Regions from separate parts of the Zea mays genome. Here region 1 is linked to region 2. Evidence: chromatin contacts called from public Hi-C data. All regions are on one chromosome and are shown on one strand. Each heading gives the region's core, a stretch centred on a gene start, on an enhancer-like site or on the middle of the called end of the contact. The rest is flanking DNA. Distances are from core to core; before and after follow the strand shown.

The links. Hi-C and Micro-C count contacts between places; a contact is called where the count stands out from the background.
Region 1: a Hi-C map of leaf shows a contact between it and region 2, with 3 times the contacts expected there. The contact joins the promoter of LOC100278489 here to the promoter of LOC103636006 in region 2. A contact is called at or near these places in 2 of 25 Hi-C or Micro-C datasets (ear and leaf).

Annotation. Positions count from the first base shown.
Region 1 is chr8:141,156,995-141,160,485 of Zm-B73-REFERENCE-NAM-5.0, forward strand. LOC100278489 reads left to right here and starts at 1,402. Exons shown (of 4, transcript NM_001151751.2): 1 at 1,402-1,735; 2 at 3,107-3,212. The coding sequence starts at 1,458.
Region 2 is chr8:140,981,541-140,984,957 of Zm-B73-REFERENCE-NAM-5.0, forward strand. LOC103636006 reads right to left here and starts at 1,603. Exons shown (of 1, transcript NM_001365031.1): 1 at 805-1,603. The coding sequence starts at 1,477. The coding sequence ends at 1,046.

The DNA of each region.
Region 1 (3,491 bases), core at 152-2,651, 180 kb after region 2:
TGGCTCCTAAACACTCCGCCGCCTCATGCCGCTCTCTCTCGCAAGAGCCCCTCCCCCCACTCTCACTCGCCAAAGATAGGGGTGAAAACGGGTCGGATATACACGTCGGGTACTAGATATGAATAGTGTAAATACTCGGTTTTTTCTGATACAGATTCAGGTATATTTTATATTCAGGACGAATACGAGTAATACCCGAATACCACAACTTCGGATTCGAGTCGGATACGAAGCGAGAACTACTTGGTAAATACCCGGATATTCGGGTCGAATACGACACCCGTTTTCTGCATAATATAGTTATAAAATCATAACTTTTACATATGAAATCAGATGAAGATAAAGTTTATATGAAAATTGTAGAGCTCAAAGAGATCTATAACTTTTTAGTACATCATTTTTTTTATTTAAACATATCTTTAAGCCAAAATCATTGAAATAATGTCCAAATTTATATCAAATTAATAGACTATCATTTTATGGGGTTGGGGGCTTAAGGTTATCTTCACTTGTGAACTTAAGGTTATCTTTTTATAGACTATTTATCAGTATTGGTAATCTATTTGCAATTTTTGGTTGACGCTACAATATTTTATGGATTTAATTGTACTTTGATGATTTTCTATGACAAACAATTAATAATACATAAATAGCCTCAAAACATCGTGGAATTTTACGGAGGCATAACATATGTCCATATATAACTATAAAAATCTTTTGGATCATAAGATCTATAAGATGCTCCTCTTCCATTTCACTTTCACTTATTTGTATGAGTTACATGTGAAATCACTGTAAGTATCCAATTTTCAACATAATTATTATTCTACTTCATCATTTTTATATGTAGACTTGAGTTATCTTCGTATAAAATGTTTATTAGTTTTTTAACTCATTTGCAATTTTTGAGTGAAACTAAAATATTTTATGAATTTTTAATATTGTGATGCTGATTCTATAATGTCCTTGTGATTAGTAACTTTGAACTGCATGATGTCAATTTTATCGCTTTCCTTTCCTACATTTGATCTATCATATACATGATTATGTATTGATTAATTTATGTGTTTGTTGGATGATTAGACAATTAATATCATCGGGACGAACTACCCAACAATTATCCGGTAACTACTCGAGTAGTATCTGTTATCCGTTTCTTACCCGTCCAGATTATTTCCCGGTCCTGTTCTGTATCCGTCACGAATCTTAACTATCTGTATCCGTTCATGTATCTGAGAGAAATACATTACAATAGAATACAGAATGATCATGTATTCGGTGTATCCAGTTGTATCCGTGCCATTGTTTTCATTCGTAGCCAAAGACCTGTGATTCTGTGAATTTGAGCCGGCTTTTAGGCTGCTCTGTCCTCTCTCTTTTCGCCCCCTCTTGCGCTGCTTTCCTTTCCTTCCTCGCGAGAACGAGAGGCTAGACCGCATCCAGTGGTGGGGCTCGGTATGGGCGGAAGCGAATGCGCCCTGGGCGACGCCGCTATAGGCGAGGAAACCCTAAATTACGACGGCGATGACGTTGAGATGGCCGACGCCGACTCGGATACGGAGGAAGCCCGAGCAGCTGAGGTCTCCGCTGCAACTGGAGGATCCGCCGGAGGTGTTAGGCAGGCGGAGAAGGACGGACCGGATGGAAAGAAGAAGAGGAAGAAGAGGAGGAACAAAGGGAAGAAGAACAAAGGGAGGCAAGATGGGGCGCCCACCAACATCGCGGACATTAATCGGTAAAAACCCTTGCACTACTCACCTAGGGTTTTGTGTTTTGGGTTACGTATCGATTTGAGGATGCAAAGTTTGATGGGATACCGTAGTATTTTGTTTATGGCTATCGGGGTTCATATAGCACTGGAAGAATTTGTTCAAGCCAAGCAAACCATTTGGACATTTGGAACTAAAAACTGTTATAGGGCCTGTCTGCATCCCTAGGATCGAAACCCATTCTAGGAATTAGATTCTAGGTATTAAATTAGATTCAACAAGAAATGAATTACTCAGAAATGTGTTCAATTAAAATTTCTTGTTTACATGTACATGGAATCCTTTTGTTAGAATCAGTTTCAGTGTTGTTTGGAATGATGATTGGAAATATGGAATCTCTATACACAAGTGTGTTCAGTACAGCCAACATTCATTGAGGCTGCTATTTCTCTACTATATAAATCACCAGTTTCCATGATTCTACATCCGTCGTGCGTCACCCTCTATGTAAAAATAAGGTAAAATTATGCACATTCACGGCCACTTAATCAACATAACACACATTTTTTTTGTGTTTTGTTAAAACAAAATCTACCCATGTGATACATAGAAACCGTAGCAATGCACATGCATGTGACTATTTTTTCACCTTGTTATTGTAGCAACAACAGGATAAGCCGCAGCCCCCCCCCCCATCACTATCTCCCACAGAAAACTCAGCTTCTCACTACCCAATCTTCTGTCTGCAAATAACAATCATGATATCTTTCTACACACAATACCAGAGAGCGCGATGTGGCTTCCTCCTCTGAGGAAGACGAGCATGCCATGGTTGTATTGCCTCACAACGAGGTACTGCGGCTTCAGGCCTCTGTAGACCATTCCAAGCGTATGCAGATACTTGAGCACAGGGGGCACTTCTGTGACATAAAACATACAAAAAAAGAAGCATAAACAACAAAACTTTCCAAAAATGCATCTGCTATTTTAGGAATCAAGTTCTAAAGCATGATACAAATAGAAGTCGGGATGGCTTTTTGTTTGTAAGGGTTCTTCCTCACCTTTTTTTTCTTTCTTCTTAAATTTTTAATATAATGATCCGCAGCTCTTGTGTGTATTTGAGAAAAAAAAGAATGTGTAGATTGTAGTACATGGCAGCACTACTTTTGATCTGAAGAGGTAGACTGTAGCTTTTGTGATGTCTTCTTGGCAGACTTTTGTTTGATAAACAACTTGTTATTTGAATCATGATTGTCTGATTGATCTTTTATCATGTATTGATATTCAGAATCTGCCTTCCGCTACCACTGATTTGGCCCAGTAAAGTACGTTCTCCTTTTGCATCCATTATGTGTTAGGTTGCTGAGTTTCACAAACTCCTTTTATCCCTGATGCAGATTTGTTCTTAACACTTGCAAGCGCTTGAAGGAGAAGAAGTCGTACCTTGTCTGGAATGCTGTTGGCTGCCTTGGTGTCACTGCTGTCAATGATCTTGTTAGAGAGGTATGCAATGCTTTTGTTGAACAACTCTGCACTACCTGAGAGTTTATTAGCTAATAAGTGGCTTATTGCTTTTCTACTAAAGCAGTATAAATGCCATTGACTATTTGTATATTGAGTTTTTGACCTTTTGTTTTGCCCTGGCACTTCAATGGTAGACCAGTATAGTAATCTTTCTATCCTTCATTGAAGATCTATTGCCCACTGCTCTTACAAGCATAACTGCCTAGGATATTTTTGCAGTTCCTTGGATTTGTTTATTTCGTGTACTTGAGAGATTTG
Region 2 (3,417 bases), core at 353-2,852:
CCCATATATATGAGAGAATCACTCTCAATCGGGTATCTCGACTTTCATTTATCAAAAATCAATCTACTGTACTTTTAGCCTCCCCTCTCTATATTACTGTTCACACATCTCTCGGTGAGATTCAATAGTGTCCACTACTTTTAGCTTCCCTTGCCGATCCTAAAACAACCTACCCGACAAGTCTTCTCTCCATCGATTTTGGGGTGTTTGGTTACACCCCGCTAAAATTTAGCCCATGTCCCATCGAATGTTTGAACCTCCGTTCCGGATATTAAATGTAGTCGGATTATAAAACTAATTTGTCAGCCGAAGATTAAAAGACGAGACGAATCTAGTCCAGTTGGTTGGGTCTATATTTCATACTCCTATTTAAAAGTCAAACGCTTGATGTGACCTGGGCTAAACTTTAGCAGGAGCAACCAATCACTCCCTTTTTTATCGGTCCACTACGTTGTTCGCTGCATTTAAGGTCATGCATCGACATGAGGCATTTGAGGACTTACTAATATGCTGTCACCTAAGGGGGTGTTTGGTTTGTAGGGGCTAATTTTAGTCCCTACATTTTATTCCATTTTAGTCCAAAATTACTAAATATAGTTTCTATATTTACATATTATAGACTAAAATGGAATAAAATGAAGGAACTAAACATTAGTCCCTAGAAACCAAACATCTACTAAATCGGCATCGACATATATTATAACTAACAAATCACATTATTATTTTTAAGGAAATTGAAAAAAAAAAGACAGATCAAACTCTTGTTCTACGGTGAGATAGCCTTGAGTCTAGAGTCTTTATCTAGGAGAAGAGTAAACATTTTTTTTGTTTTCCGAAAAGGAAAAAAAGAAAGAATAAAACAAACCCTCATGCTACGTCGTACTGTCGTAGCGTGCATTTGTACTCTGCATCTAGGCGAGAACGAAACAGACTCTTTTGTTTGCGAAGAAAAATGAAAAAAAAGAAACAATAATTAGAATCTAATGCTATTGTAAATTCGTACTCGTAGTCCTGTACAGGTCGTAGGCGAAGAAATTCTTATACATCAAGCACTGACGTCGGAGGCTCCTTCCTTGGCGCCACCGGCACCGAGGCGGCTGGAGGAACTGGACGCCAGCAACGGGGCCGATCGCGGCGTGTCCTGGCCGTGGCCGCTGCGTGGCGTGGGCACGGACCTCGGCGAGCCGAAGCTGATCTGGCGCGCGAAGGCCACGACGGCCTTCGCCCACCTCTTGATCTGGCCCTTGAGCCTCCCGGCATCCACGTTCTTCAAAGGCCCACGCCCGATGCTGAACTCCAGCCCCGAGGAGGAGCGGTCGTACCGCCGCGCCGCCGCCTTCTGCTTCCTGCTCCTGCTACCGACGCTGCCGCCCGCGGCCAAGTCGCCCTTCTCCCTCGCCACGGCGCCGTCTCCGTTCTCACGTCCCTCGTTGCCGCGCCGCGCCGGCAGCGACTTCGACTTGCTGCCCACCGACATGGACGACGTCGTACGTCGCCGCGCCCTGGCTGTTTTCTATCTGCGCGGCGGGGGAGCTTGGCCGGTTCCGTCAGTCAGTCCCAGTTTTTCCGTAGCTTCTGAGAATTGGCTTTCGTGTTGGCTAATGGGATGGACAGGCGCGCGTATATAGCTCGCGAGCAGCTGCTGCAGGCTGCAGCACGCGTCGCACGAGAGGGCGCGACTAGAGCAACAAGCGCTCGGTCGCCGAGGCGGCTTTGCCTGCACTACAGGCTGCAGTGCACTGACGTGTGTGGTACTCCAACCTTACCGCGTATTATTTTGGTGATGTTGATGCATAATATAATTTATTACATCCGTTCTAAAAAATATATAATTCTCACTTTTAAAATATTAAATAATTTTAAAAATTAACTAAATCTATAAAAAATACTAATATTTACGATAAAATATAAATATTAATATAATATATCTACATAGACTCATATATTTTAATAATACCATTCCTTCTAAACTCACTCAAACTTATGTATGATTATTGCATCCTTTTCTAGATATCACAATTCGCTGCAACCGCGGTCAGGAATTAGGAAACGGGTCATCCTATCTTTGAAGTGATTGCTTCTTCCACGCTTCCGTAAATTCTTTCTCTGAAAACACGTATATCATGCTCTATATTGGAATGGATCGCGATATGTACGATGTAAAATTCAGGGGGCGAGTAAACAAAGAGGTTACAACTGCAAAAAAATACTAAGGGCTAGTTTGACAACTCTATTTTTAAAAGAATTTTAATTTTTTAGAAAGTATAAACTAATTTATTTTAAGAAAATAGAAATTTCTTGAAAAAAATGCGTCTACCGAACTAGTCCTAACGGGACAAACTAAAGAAAAGAGAGGGAAAAATTAGAGAGTTCACACACTGTGCATCCTTGTACTATAAATAGTCATTTTCATCTGATCTAAGAAGAGAACACTACTACATAAATATTTTTGGCAGATATTGTCCAATTGCTAATAGAAATCATTACTAAAGGTGGTCAAGAAATTGAACCTTCGCCTAAAATATAACTAAGACCTTGTTCGGTTATTCCTATATCAAATGAATTGGATCAGATTGGAAAAAATTAGTATAGATTTTGACTTGCTATGGATTGAAACTCAACCAATTCACTCCAATCCATATGGATCGGAGAGAAAACGAGCAGACCCTAAGTATTTTTTGAGAAAGTTCTATTTATGTATGTCGTCAAAAAAACTGTGAGTCCTCTAAAATAGGTTTATAGAGATAATTTCCTAAAATGAATTTATGGAGGCAGGCCTCTCCATAAGAGAAAGTATAATAAATTGTACTAGGTATGTTATATACATGTCCATGTTATAAAAATCCTTGCTGGCAGAGAAATAAGGGAGCGGGTGCTCCGTCCATCGCCTGGTTGAATCGTTGCACTAAGACAAAAAGAAAACAGCTCTCAGCCCCGTGCGAGCGAACAGGCGAGCGCTTTCCTCCCACGCTCCTTCAGTCCTTCCTCCAGATCCCGTGCGCCCACCACGTCGCGTGCCAAATCACCTCTCCCACCAAAGTCCAAATTCACCACCCAAATCGATTCTTTGCACACCAGATCAAAACCTCGGGCCACATTGAACAACTCAAAAATCCAGGTTGAATCGTCCTCAGTCACCACCTACATAAACACCATCGACGCCAATGAGATGGGTCAGGAATCCAAGAAGGCACGAGTGGCAACACCTATGGAGATTCCTCTGCTGGGGGTTGTGTTACGCATAAATTTAAACGACAAATTCAAATACATATTATATATGTGTTATAACCAAGTCTCACATGCATGACGACTGAGTGTATAGTAAACAGTGTCGCAAACTTTATTACATAATAAAATATCTTTAAAAATAATTAGATAAAATAAACCGAGCTAAGATAACTTCTCAACAGACGTTGA